Linked DNA regions of Sus scrofa: region 1 is linked to region 2. Evidence: chromatin contacts called from public HiChIP or PLAC-seq data. All regions are on one chromosome and are shown on one strand. The core of a region is the stretch at or near the end of the contact, and the rest is flanking DNA. Distances in the headings are between cores, read along the strand shown.

Region 1 (6,594 bases), core at 2,002-4,501, 410 kb after region 2:
TGGCTTTGGCTTCTGCTGCTTCAGCGCTTCCTGGCAATGTCACCGTACTTCTGAGCACCAGCCGTGGGGACGTCCAGGAGTGATACCCTGCCTCGGATGGCCAGCGTGTGTGCCTGGCCTTGGGCAGTGCTAGGAAGCTACTGCTTCTCCCCACAGGGCCCCAGGAACCCAGCCCTGGGGGCTTCAGCATCCCAGCCTCCACTACAGACCACACAGCTGTTTCCCCGGCCCTAGACAGGCGGCGAAGTGGGAGCAGGGAGGGTCCTGGTGGACCCAAGACAGGGGCCGGGAGAGCGCTTGTGCCTCAGAGGTGCAGGCCCCAGGGGCTCTTGGGCGGGGCTGTGCCTGGCTCTGGCCTTCAGCACCCACTCTCTTTTGGTCTCAGCCACCCGCTGTGGGCCAGGGTGGGGGGGCCAGGACTCAGGCCAGGCCTGTGCTAAGTGCCAGGCCTCAGAGCCATGCTTGGTGGGGGTGGGGGTGGGGGGAGGCAGAGCCACATGTAAAGCTGTCTCCTGGGGCTTCTCCTCTCTGGTTTCATCCAGCTGCTGGGGATTAACTCCCCATCACCACTGGACCTACAGCCCGGGGCGCTTCCACAGAAAACAGGCCTGGGGTGACCCCTGTGCCAAGCCCGTGGCAGGTGCCGGCGCCTGTCAGGAGCCCTGCTCCTGGTCCCCTGGGCCGCCGCTCTCCCGACAGCTGCCCACCCGCCTGCCGGGCCTGCACGGGGTCCTTCTGGAGATGAACAGGGACCCACCTTGTACCAGCTGTCCCGGCATCACCAGCAAGACGCCATGTGGGTGGTGGGGCTGGAGGAAGTTTAAAAGTTGAACTTGATTGAAAGGCTCCCGTTTTCTGAGCCATCTGCTCCAGTACAGGCAGCGGGCTTTACTGGAAAATAATTTCTGATGGGGACGGATGCTGGCGACGAGGAAACGAATTTTTCACAAGCCGAATTCGTGTTTACAGAGAAGATTTCAGCGTTTTGGAGGAGGCGCCCCTGCAGCAGCGAAGCAGAAAGGGCTCCAGTGGGCGGGGGTGTCAGGCCCCACCCTGCAGCCGCGGGCAAGACCCAGCTGTGAGGTCCCCTCCCTCACGCTCTCCCTGGCTGGGGAAGCGGGTACCCCTCCCGTCCAAGGCACCTGCCCCAGACTCAGGGGGACATCCGCAGCCAGTTGCTCAGGGGCCTGACCCTCCCCGACACCTTCCAGTCCCCAGGGTGACAGGTGTCCAGGCCCCTGGCATCCTCGAGCCCTCCCTCCTGGGAGCGAAGTTTGCCGCTGATGGCACTGAGGCCTCGACTCCAAGGCCCGCCCGACTACACGTCAGTGGTCTCGGCCGAGAGCCACTGGCAGGCTCAGGGTCTGAGCCCCACCCCCATCGGCTTCCCCACCCCATCCTTTGATTTTGAGGGGGCTGGTTCTGCTATCAGGGCACTGGGCAAGTGCCGTCAAGACAGCACAGGTGGGCAAAGGCCTGCAGGCACGCCCAGCCCACTGGCCGCACAGCCTCCAATTTCCAAGTGAAACCGTGGGTTGGGGCACATGCTCTGTGCAACTGCCCCACTGGCAGTGCCCGCCAGCCGTGAGGACGGCCTCGAGGGCTGGGCACCCCCTCTCCGGACCCCGGCCTTCAGACGCAGCCATGCAGCGGGCTGTGCCGGCCTCACCTGCTGGCCTGTGGGGGCCAAACAGGCAAGCCCGCCTGGAGCCAGGCAGTGGCATTCATGGGTGTGCAGAGTGCCAGGCAGACAGGCTGGGTTGAAACAGTTACCCAGGAAACATCGGGCGATCCGTTGGGCAGCAGAGCAGGGTGCGGGCTGCCCACCGGGGTGAGGGCCAGGGTGCCCTCGGTCCCCTTCTCGAGGCCCCTCCTCACGGCCATGGCCGGCGCCTGTGTCACCAAGGACCTGGAGCCACGGGGAGCCTGAGGATGAGTGGCAATGCAAGGCAGAGACCAAGCTTTGAGGATATTGGGTGGCCAAACAGTGTCCCCCCAAGTTTGTGTCCCTTGGGAATCTGTGAACGTGAGCTTATTTGGAGTCATGTTAAGATGAAGCCATTCTGGGTTCAGGCTCCCTGATCCGGTGTGGCCTGTGTCCCTGCAAGGAGAGGGCTGTGTGGGCGGAGGGTGGAGGGAGGCGGCGAAACCCCAGGGACACCTGGAGCCCCGAGGCCGGAGGATGCTCCCCGCCCCACCCGCACCCGTCCCTGCTGCAGGGGGGCGGGGCAGAGACACCCGGAGTGGGAGCTAGTGGGTCCCGACGTTTAAAGCCCCCTGGGGGGCCTTTGTGCAGCAGCCACGGACCCGGCCGGCCCTGGGACTCAGGCCTCTCTAGGTCGTCACCTGGCACCAAGTGCTGCTGGGAGACCCCCAGGCATCTTCAGGCCCCGCTTCTTGCCCTGGGTCCTGTCACCATCCTCCAGAGCAGGGACGCTGCTGCCACCATGGCTGAGACGGTGGCCCAGCTCCCACTGTCCGGGGAAGAACCGGGATGGGCGACACTGGCAGGCCCCTCCCTCTCTGCCCTCCCCCGCCCTCCCCTCCCAGAGAGCCTGTCCGTGGACTCTAGAGGCTTCTCACCTCCTTACTGCAGATCTCCTGGCCGGAACCTCAGCTTCCCAAGATGCCCACCTGTCACCCTGACTTCCGACCTCCTGCTCTGAGGGAGTCTGAGTGTTCTGATCCCCTTCCTGGGGGTCCCCTCGGGCGGGGCCATCCTCAGGAGGCAGGGGTCCCCATCTGAGGAGCTGCTGGCGTCAGCCGTGTCCCCCCCTCCCCCCGCTCCCCTCCTCCTCCCGTCACAAGGGCACAAAGGCTTTAGCCTGTCCCAGTGTGGACACGGAGGCCAGGTCAGGGGTCAGCAGACAGCTATTCGACCTCCCTGGCAGTAAAGGGTAGGGGTTTGTGGGACGGGCTTGCGGGCACAGGCAGAAAACTGCCTCCTTACCCCGCCCCCAGGGGCCAGTCCCGGAGGTGTTTAACGCGCCCTCTGAGTCTTTGGCTGCCCAGAGGTGCCAGCGGCAGCCACAGGACACGGGTCATCTGCCTGAGACCCCACGGGGACACCAGCCCCTCCAACGGAAGGGCCCGTGTCACCTTTCTCCGCTGCCAGGTTGAGGGCAGCAGTTGGTCTGGGCATAACTGGCTGTTGGTTGTCTGGCCCGGGGGGGCCGAAAGGGGCCAGGCCAGCTCTCTGCCCGAGACCCCGGGCCTCACTGTCCAGGAGTCGGGGACAGCCAGACCCCGCATGCTCCGCCCACTCCCGTTGCCCTGGGCGCTGAGCCTCCTGCCACGGGAGCCTCCCCAGGCCAGAGGCCAGCCCAGCCCCTGAGTGTCCCCTTGGAGGCCTGCAGGGGACTTGGCCAGCGGGAGCTGTGGCTGGCGGCCCTGTGGAACCGCTTCTCTGAACTGGCCTTCTTCCTGCCTGAGCCCAAGGTGGGGCCGGGACGAGTTGGAATCAGGCTGGAGATGTCCACGGGCAGCCGAACCCCCTCGGGCCTCTGAGCCTGGCTGCCCTCCTCCCACCCCCTCCTCAGCCACTCTGCAGGCCAGGCCTGGGCTGCAATCCTGGCAGGAGGGAGGGAGCCGTCCAGGGAGGGAGCTGGCCTCTCCCAGCTCCTGAGGCAGCTTCGGGCCCATCTGGCCGCTCAGGAAGGGTCTGGAGAGTGTGCAGGAATTTAAGAAAACCCACAGAGCTCGGGGGGAAGGGGAGTTAGGGACACGTGACTCGTTTGGGGGTCCTTCTCAGGAGCACAGCCCACCATGGGCAGTGGGCACCTTCCGAGCTGGCGAAGCCCACCCGCTGAGACAGCAGCCCCACCCCTGCAGATGGAGGTGGGGGGGGCCTACCAGCTGGTCCCCCCTCGGCGGCTCATCACCCCTCCCCTGCTTCCTCCTTTCTCCCTCGGGGACACCACGGGCTCCTCGGTGGCCAAACCCTCCTAACATACACTGTGGGTCAGGCCCCGCCCCGGCCACCCCGTGCACATGGCTCACCCTCGCTGGGGACAGCCGAGCCCAGCGTGGTCCTCCCCTCTGCCCACCCGATCAGGGAGGGGCAGGTGGTGGCTCCGGAGACAGCAGTGGGGGCAGGTCACTTCTGGGACACAGGCGCCTTCACCACCCACCCCAGGACGGAGGGGCTCTGGCCCCGCCCCAAGTACAGACGGGCCAACCAGCCCTCTGTCCTTTGCCGCAGGACAGTGAGCTCTGAGCTGGGACCTGAACCTGGGTCTCCTGTGCTGCTGCAGGGGTGGCTTTGCTGATGTCTGCCACTGAGTGGCCTTGAGAGGAGGTCAGGCAGTGACGGGAGTGCTGCCGCTCTGAGCACCATGGGGAGGGGGGTGCAAGGGGAGCCCTCCCACCCTGGGTGCCCACGTGCCCCCTCACCACAGGGCTGCTCCTGAGCTGTGGAGGCGCCAGGGGACTCAGAGAGAGGACCATCCCCCAACCCTGCACCCACGGCCAGCCACCCTACCTGCCCAGGGTCTGCCCACGTGGCTGGTGTGGCCACTGTCCCTCTGATGTCTCCAGGGCCATGGCCTTGCCCACAGCTGCCCAAGGTCACCCTGCAGCACTCGGCCCTCACCGGCCCCCCCGCTCTCGCCCTCAGGTGCTGCCCTCGTCCACGGCCAGTGGTCCCCGACTTGCCCACCTCCGACCTGCCTCGCCCTCCTGGCCTTGGTCCCTCCGCCTGCCCCTCCTCTCGGGTCATTCTCTGCTCGCTGCGCTTTGCACGCAGAGGACGCGCCCGGCGGCCATGTGCCAGGAGCTCTGGGCCGCCGTGGGCGGTGAGCGACCCTGGGCAGGGGAAGGGCCTGGAAGCTCCGAAGGTCCTGCCACATGCCCGCTGGAGCGCGTGATGATGCTCTGGGCACCTTCTGCCCCCTGGAGGCTGTGGGCTCCCAGGAGGCCCCCCTCACCCTCCACCAAATGCCGCATCAGTGTGCGTGCGGGGGTGCTGCCCCTTCCCACCCGGGGCCCCAGCCCTGGAGACCCCCCTCCTGCGGGTACCACCGGCCTTGGTGGCCCCGTTTCTTCTCAGCCCAGCCTGAGGGTGGAGGCTGGCTGTGCCCCAGTCTGTTCCGGTTGCTATGACAAAATACCACGGAGGGTTTCCCTCTCTGTCCCCACGCGCCAAGGACACTGTCCCTTTTATGAGGTCACTAATAAATGATCCATCACCCATATAACCCATCACTCCCCAAAGGCCCCCCCCTTAACTGGGATGAGGTCTCAACACACCATCTGGAGATCCCAGGGGCATCGGCTCCCAGGGGCTCTGCAGCCTCTGCTCCGGGTGGGGGCCACCCCCCGGTCCAGGTACCTTCATCGCTGGCCCCCTCTCTCCAGGTGGGGGAGGAATGGAGGCCCCCATGGCGTCACGTCCCTGACCCTGCTCGCCGGCCTGTCTGTAAGGTGGGAGAGAAGCACAGTACGGTGGGAGGCCTCCTCCTGGAGATGGGGTCCCCCTGCCACCCCTCCCAGCACAGCCAAGAGCACACTTTGGAGAGAGAGTCCTTACTCTGTCCAGGCTCTTTGCCGAGCCCACGAGAGGGGCTGTGAATGCAGAGGCTCTGACAGACGTCGCTGTCCAGGCCGCCATCAGGGCGGGGATGCTGATGCTTAAGAAGCCTCACAGGAGACAGTTTCTCTGGTGGAAGAACAGCTGCCAAGCGAAGCTTTGACACCAGAGGCGGGAAGGGGTTCGCTCAGATTGTCCCACACCAGGCCATGTGACCGGGGGACGGTCCTCTCCCCGGTGAGGCGCCCTGCTCGGCTGGTGCGGGGTTCCCACCAGCTTTGGTGGCCCTTCCTCGCAGTGGGCAATACAGGCCCCCCTGCTCCGGGTAGATGTTTTGCCAGAGAGCACATCGGGACCAGCGGCCAGGTGAAGAGGGGTGTGTCTCCCTGGGAAGACGTGGGCTGGTGGGAGAGATGGTTTGCCCACTTAGACTCCACATTCCAGAATAGAGGCAAGTCTACCGGACTCCAGGGAGCTGGGCCCCAGGCTCGGGGGCAGCCGGCAGGGCCGGGTCCTGGTAGAGGGGGGCGGCCCACCTGCCACGGAGACCCAGGACGCCCTGTCCCGGACACAGGGGGAGCCGAGGCCCTTCCTCTCCGGCCTGCGGAGAGGGGTCTGCCCGGGCCCCCCCACCCCCGACCCTAGGTGTGGGCTGGTGGACGCCCGGATCTGGGAGAAGCCGGGGGCCAGGGAAGCCTGCGGCCGGGGGCGCCGGGGCCGCGGCAAGAAGGCCTGGTGCTGCCAAGCGCTCTGGAGCGATCGCCGCCCGGAAATGGCCCTGCTTCTCCCGGAGGACGAGGGCGCCCTGGCCGGGTACTGGGTGGTCACCCCGGCAGGCACAGAGCCCCGGGAAGCGCCCCGCGTGCCCGCGGTCGCCCTCCCGCCCCCACGCGGGGCCTTGGCCCGCTCCTGCCCTCAGGCGTTTTCCATCCTCGGCCGGAGACGGAGCCACCAGTTCCGCGCGCGTCCCTGTGCTCGCGGTCTGTGCGGGGGTCCGTGTGTGCGCGTGTGCACGTGTCTGTGCTCCTGCCGCCCGGCGGAAGCCCAGGCGCCTCCGGCCCAGGGAG
Region 2 (6,299 bases), core at 2,869-5,368:
GGACAGCGGGTTAAGGATCCTGGGTTAAGGATCCTGCGTTGTCACTGCAGCAGCCAAGTTCCACCCCTGGTCAGGGGAACTTCCCCAAGCTGCAAGAGAGACTACAAAAGGGGGGGGGCAGTTTGGGGATCAGGTCGAGCATACTATAACTCTAACACCTTTCCAGTGTTAAAACAACGTTACAGTTTACACAACTCCAGTTTAAAAGCAAATTTCACATTGGTTTGCTAGGTTCAAAGCATTTCACACTCTACCAGATACTGACAGGAACGCAATACTGTTGACAACTGTGCTAGATGTTAGGAAGAACTGAACTCGTAATTAGCAGATGGTGGACACCTGGCACTTTCAGTTTCATTACAAATGAGGGGGTGGGGAGAATTCTGATTTCCCCAAGTTACTCAGGAGGATCAAAACTGCGGTAATAAGAGAGGGCAGGTGTGGTTGTCCTGTAACGTCCACGTAAGCAAACTTGGGAGGAGAAAAACTTTCAACTTAGTTTTTCTATCAAAGTTGACATGTATCGCAACGGCTCCGTTTCACATTCTGTGAAGTGATTAAAAAAAAAAAACTTTATCCAACGGGAATAAACTTTTATTAAGCACAAACCACACCAGGGTCACAAAAGTGGAGTTCAGTGAAATATGAACTAGAAGCGTGAAACCAAACTCACGTGTAGTTCAGAAATGACTGGAGATTTTCCAAGGGAAGAGGGAGGAGTTTTTGCATGAGATTTGAAAACCGAGATGTGCATAAATATACAAATACATGAAATCAACAAAATTGGCCGTTCCCGGTTTCGTTTTGTTTTTACGACTTGTTCTATCCTCGAGTTCTGTTGTGCAAGTTTTCCAGATTTGACAAAAGGCGACACACCCTGCAGACTGGAGGACTATCCTCTGGTGGACCCAAACCTTGGTCTTGGAACTTACCGCCTCACTGGTGACCATTTAGGCCACTGTTTTCAGATGCACAGACTTGCGTACAGAGTAGACGCAAACCGCACCAGCCTTTGGTGTTTACTAGCAGCTCTGAGATTTCCACGACCCAGAAACCCTTCGGCTGAGACTCTGACCTTTCCGTAATGCTAAGCACACGTGAGGGGACCGCGAGGTAGACCGAGCCTTGTCGATTCCTCGCTGCGCTCGGCCCCTAAGCCCACGAACCCGGGCGCTGCGCGGCATCTCGGGCATCCTTTGGGGGCCGGGGCGCACCGCCCGTCTGGGAACGGGGCTGCCCAGCAAGGGCAGGGGAAGCGCGGGCCAGGAAAGCGGCCGCCGCCACACAGCATGGGCCGGGAAACGGGACTGCCCAGCATGGGTCGCGGAGAGATGCGGCCGGAGGAACGGCCAGTAGGGCCGGTGTTCGTAGGGCGCGCTGGGCCAGGGCGGAGGCCCTAACTACCTGAGGATGTTGTGCGCCTCCATGCTCCGGTTCTGGTTGCTCGAGCACACCACCGCCACCCGCAACGGCGACGACGGCATTGCGGTAGCCGCACCGTCCGCGACTCCCGCCTCCGAGCTCCCACCCAGCGGCGCCGCTTCCGCGCGAGGAAGATGGCGACCTCGGTGCCCGGAAGTCATGACGCGCAAAAGGCGACGCCGGCGACGTAGCGCGTCGGGATGTGCGGCACGGACGTACGCAAGGCGTCCCGGCGGCCTCCCCACGCCGGCCGGGAGCGCTGGGCAGCGGACGGAGGGAGGCCCCGCCCCGCGGGCGCCCGGCCGGCTGGCGAGCTCGCCTCTTCTCTGTGCATGAACCACAGAGGCCAGCGCCCCGCACAGGAGTCGCCGTCCGGCCCAGCCCCGCGCACCGGCGACCCGACGTCGTCACGAGCCGCCGCAGTCGCCGGGAATGACGCGAAGGCACCGCCCCAGCTCAGATGATGTCACGAGCGCCGTCGCCGGGAATGACGCAAAAGGCGCTGGCCTGCTGGGACGGCCGTTGGAAGTGGCAGGTTCCGGGCAGCGTCTTCCAGGATGGCTTTGCGCGCTTCCGCCTGCCCCTGGCGACGCCCCTTGTTCTCGCTCCTGCCACCCGAGCCGCCGTGTCTCCCTTTTCTGCTCTGCCGAAGACTCTACGAAGTCTGACCTTTAAATGAAGTCGTGGAAGTGTTTGGAGAGGTGGTTAGGTGCTTTGAGAAGACCTCCCCGGTTAGGAGAGCAAGTCGATTGAAATCCTGGGGCTTGTTTGGAGGCCCTGCGGGTTTGAGATACGGGGTTGTAATTTGACCGAGAAACTAGGCAACCCGGTTTTGTTCTCCAGCCACTTGGAGTGGCCAATGAGTTGGTCTTCTGGTATGTGCAGCAAAAGGAGGGGGCGAGGGAATGGCGGTGCTCCGACGTGGATCCAGGCTGGCTGAGAAGTGAGGACACGAAGGGACGGTGGCAGTGGAAAGGTACCGTGTGCGCTGAACTGGAGATCCCAGTGGAGTGGAAGAAATGTCGCTGGGGCCAGAGGGTGGTAGAGCGGGATGCTTGAAACTGGGTGTAGAGGGAGCTGCCTTCTGAATGCCTGGAGGCTAGGCGTAACCGTAGGCACCGATGGTAGCAGATGGTAGCAGACCGTCTCGCTGTTGGAGAGGGGAAAGCTCTGAAGCCGGGGCAGTGAAGGACCATCTTCACTGATAGTCGGTTGTCCTAACATTGCTCCGGATGTTTTCATGGAGAGAAAGGTTGAGGACCAGGCACTCAGACTGTTTAAGTCAGGACCCTTGGGCCTGGTGTGAGGGAGGCCGGTGCAGGATTATAGCAAGGAAGTGTTTACTTGGAAGGACTTGGGGGTGTGAGGGATGAGTGAGGACCAATGAGGGCGTCCTCCCCTCCCACTCTCTGTATTTAAACACACACAGAACGCAACGTCCAGAGGGACCTACCCTGGAATGTGGCAGTGGGACCGCAACCCTAATGGCCTAGGGTTAAGGGTGCTTTATACTTATAAAGAATGCTCTTTATACCTTTTTGAATTCCTTGACTTTGTATGTTATGATGGACGTGTATTTTCTCTAACAACAACAACAAACAATAGAGGTGTTTACATTTGGAAAACAAGACGCCTCCATGGCCTCCCCAGTGTGCTCAGAAGGCATAACCTGAATTCAAAGACATTATGGCCTCACCACACCAGTACTGATCAGTACTGACCATTCCAATACCAATATAGTAGCTGTCCTACCTCACCTCTCCCTACCTCCTGTGTAGAACTTAACGTCCGCCAACTGAAAATTGCTTGTCGGTGCCTTACCTCTGTGTGTGCCCCCCAGACCTCAACTCAGTCCAAGTACTGAGATCAGATAGATGCCGCCCACTTCAAGAAAGCTCACCCATGTCCTCCTCTGCCCGCACTGGCCTTTCTGTCCTGGCTAGGGACCTTCTCTCTGGCGCTCTGTGCTGCTCTGCCCCACTGCATGCACAGACTCTGAGCTCAGAAGGGCTCAGGCCCCATTCCCAGGCGAGATGGTTTTGTTGCCTTATGTCCAGTGCATTGAGAAACGTCTCAGGAGTTCCTAAGTGGGTTAAGGACCCACTTGGCTTAATGCCCAGGAGTAGGGTGATTAGAGCATATGTTTAGGTGTACTTTTAACTTTCTAAGAAACTGCCAAATTGTTTTCAAAGCAAATGTACTGTCTCACATTCCCGTGTGCAGTGTCCCACTTTCTCTACATCCTTGATGGCACTTGATGTGATTAGTCTTTTTAGTTTTAAATTTTTTAAGATCAATTTGTGTGTGTGTGTGTGTGTGTGTGTGTATTTCACAAGTATAATTTTGGAAGGGCTGTTTGACAAATTTATGCATTACTGCCAAATCTGTAGACATGCTCACCACCACCACTAACAAAAACACACATTTGCTCTTGGCTTTTTTAAAACACGTAAGTATGGGGAGTTCCTGTTGTGGCGCAGCGGAAATGAATCCGACTAGGAACCACGAGGTTGCAGGTTCAATCGCTGGCCTCGCTCAGTGGGTTGAGGATCTGGCGTTGCCCTGAGCTGTGATGTAGGTCACAGACGCCGCTCAGATCTGGTGTTGCTGTGGCTGTGGCGTAGGCCAGCAGCAACAGTTCCGATTAGACCCCTAGCCTGGGAACCATATGCCGAGGGTGCAGCCCTAAAAAGACAAAAGACAAAAAAAAAAAAAAAAAAAACAAAAAAAAACAGGCAAGCGTCCCATTGCATCACACACAGAGATGCGGTAACAGATCTGAGAACATAATTAAACAGTTGATCTTTCTTTCACATGATGTGTACTTGATAACATAATAAAAATATAATTATTGGTTTACATGAGTATCAGTGATTTGCAGAATAAAACCCATAGACCATAGACCCACCAACTTTTAGGGGCAGAAACGAGTAAAAAGGTATTAAAAAATAGCATTTTGACGTTCCTGGTGTGGCTCAGCAGTACAAACCTGACTAGTATCCCTGAGGTTTCCAGTTTCATCCCAGGCCCCAACTGGTAGGTTAAGGATCTGGCATTGCCGGCAGCTGTAGTTCCGATTCAAACCCTGGCCTGGGAGGTTCCATATGCCACAGTGCGACCCTGAAAAAAGAAAATTAAAAATGGGTCTTAACCGTGGTATCCTGGGAAGGATCTGAAAAGATTGGTAATTCATCGGTCCTAGGTAACATTTAGTGAATGCCATGGGGGACTCAAGAAATAAGCAGGGTGCTGGGCGGTGGGGGTGGGGCAAGATAAGTGGGCAAGGAAAATGAAAAATGGAAGAGAAGTGTCTGAATTTGGGCAAGTGTGAAAAGGCCACCACAGAAACTGCTTTAGTTGCCGCACAGACGTTCTATACACGACCTGCTCCTGGACCACCGAACGCCCGGTGTGGAGGACGATTTAAGTAGAGCTCACATGTCAGCATTGAGAAAACCTCACTTATTTGCATCGAGAAAAACAACTTGTCTGATTTGTAAAAAGCGTCATTAAGTATTCAGAGGTAGAAGTTCCCGTCATGGCAAGTCGGTAACTCTAATTGTTTTAGTCAGATGTGGCCTTTAAATTTGAAATGTTTCTCCTGAAGAATTTTAAAAAATATTTTTGTTTGTCTTTTTAGGGCTGCACCTGTGGCATACGGAGGTTCCCAGGCTAGGGGTCGAATCAGAGCTGTAGCTGCTGGCCTACACCACAGCCACAGCAATGCAGGATCCAAGCCGAGTCTACGACCTACACCACAGCTCATGGCAACACTGGATCCTTAATCCATTAAGCAAGGCCAGGAATCAAACCTGTATCCTCATGGATACGAGTCAGATTCATTTCCGCTGAGCCAAGATGGGAACTCCATGAAGATATTCTAAAATAAGAGAAACTTATGTATCTGACTATGATAAAATATTTAAATAAGCCTAGAAAAAAAGAAATATTTCTCAAAACTGTCCTATCAAATAGGAGCTATTAGACATTAGCTATGAAACAGGTACTTTATTTCAGCCTTTAGCTAATTTTCATGAAATATTTGTTATCTCCAACTTCAGTTTATTCTTAAGTCATTTATAATAAGACAATGGGGACTTCCTGTCATGGTTCAGAGGCTAATGAATCCGACTAGGAACCATGAGGTTTCGGGTTTGATCCCTGCCCTTGCTCAGTGGGTTAAGGATCCGGCGTTGCCGTGAGCTGTGGTGTAGGTTGCAGACTCGGCTCGGATCCTGCGTTGCTGTGGCTCTGGCGTAGGCCAGTGGCTTGCAGCTCCGATTAGACCCCTAGCCTGGGAATCTCCGTATGCCGCAGGAGTGGCCGTAGACAAGGCAAAAGACAAAATAAATAAGACAATGATTACACGTGGCCATGTCTCCAGAGTTCCTGCTGTGGTGCAGTGAGTTCATGATCTGGCTTGTGTCTGTGGCGTTTCTGGTTCAATCCCCAGCACAGCACTGTGGGCTAAGGATCCAGTGTTGCCACAGCTGTGGCATAGATTGCAGCAACAGCTCGGATTCCACCCCTGGCCCAGGAACTTCCTTATGCTGTGGGTGCAGCCGAAAAAGCAGACAAAAAAGTAAAAGCGAAACAAAGTGAAAAGCACCAGTGAGCTGCGGGACAACCTCCAGCAACTGATACGTGTGTCATCGCGTCCCAGAGGGTGAGTGTGCGCTCTGGCTAGAGACACTGCTCCTGGCCAGGCTTGAACTCAGGATTAGTGGTGCCTCTAATCCTTTTTGCCTGGTCTTTTCTTGGCCTGGTGATGGCCTCACACACTCGCTGCTCCGTCCTAAGCTGCACTTCTTTCTGTCTCTGCGTCAGTGGTCTTCCGTGCAAACTGCAGCTGTCTTGGTCCCAGACCCTCAACTCAG

The links. HiChIP or PLAC-seq counts read pairs in DNA pulled down with a chosen protein or histone mark.
Region 1: an H3K27ac HiChIP or PLAC-seq map of alveolar macrophages shows a contact between it and region 2. The contact joins the promoter of FAAP20 here to the promoter of SSU72 in region 2. A contact is called at or near these places in 1 of 5 promoter capture datasets (fetal skeletal muscle) and 1 of 2 datasets of contacts at active chromatin or transcription factors (alveolar macrophages).

Annotation. Positions count from the first base shown.
Region 1 is chr6:64,166,412-64,173,005 of Sscrofa11.1, forward strand. It overlaps FAAP20 (Fanconi anemia core complex-associated protein 20), which reads right to left and starts at 3,252. Exons shown (of 10, transcript XM_021097589.1): 1 at 3,100-3,252; 2 at 2,354-2,474; 3 at 1,719-2,031; 4 at 1,665-1,717; 5 at 1,454-1,662; 6 at 580-735. The coding sequence starts at 3,252. It overlaps LOC110261079, which reads right to left. Exons shown (of 3, transcript XM_021095200.1): 2 at 5,528-5,928; 3 at 5,118-5,414.
Region 2 is chr6:63,753,342-63,759,640 of Sscrofa11.1, forward strand. SSU72 (RNA polymerase II subunit A C-terminal domain phosphatase SSU72) reads right to left here and starts at 4,119. Exons shown (of 5, transcript XM_003127502.5): 1 at 1,405-4,119. The coding sequence starts at 1,583.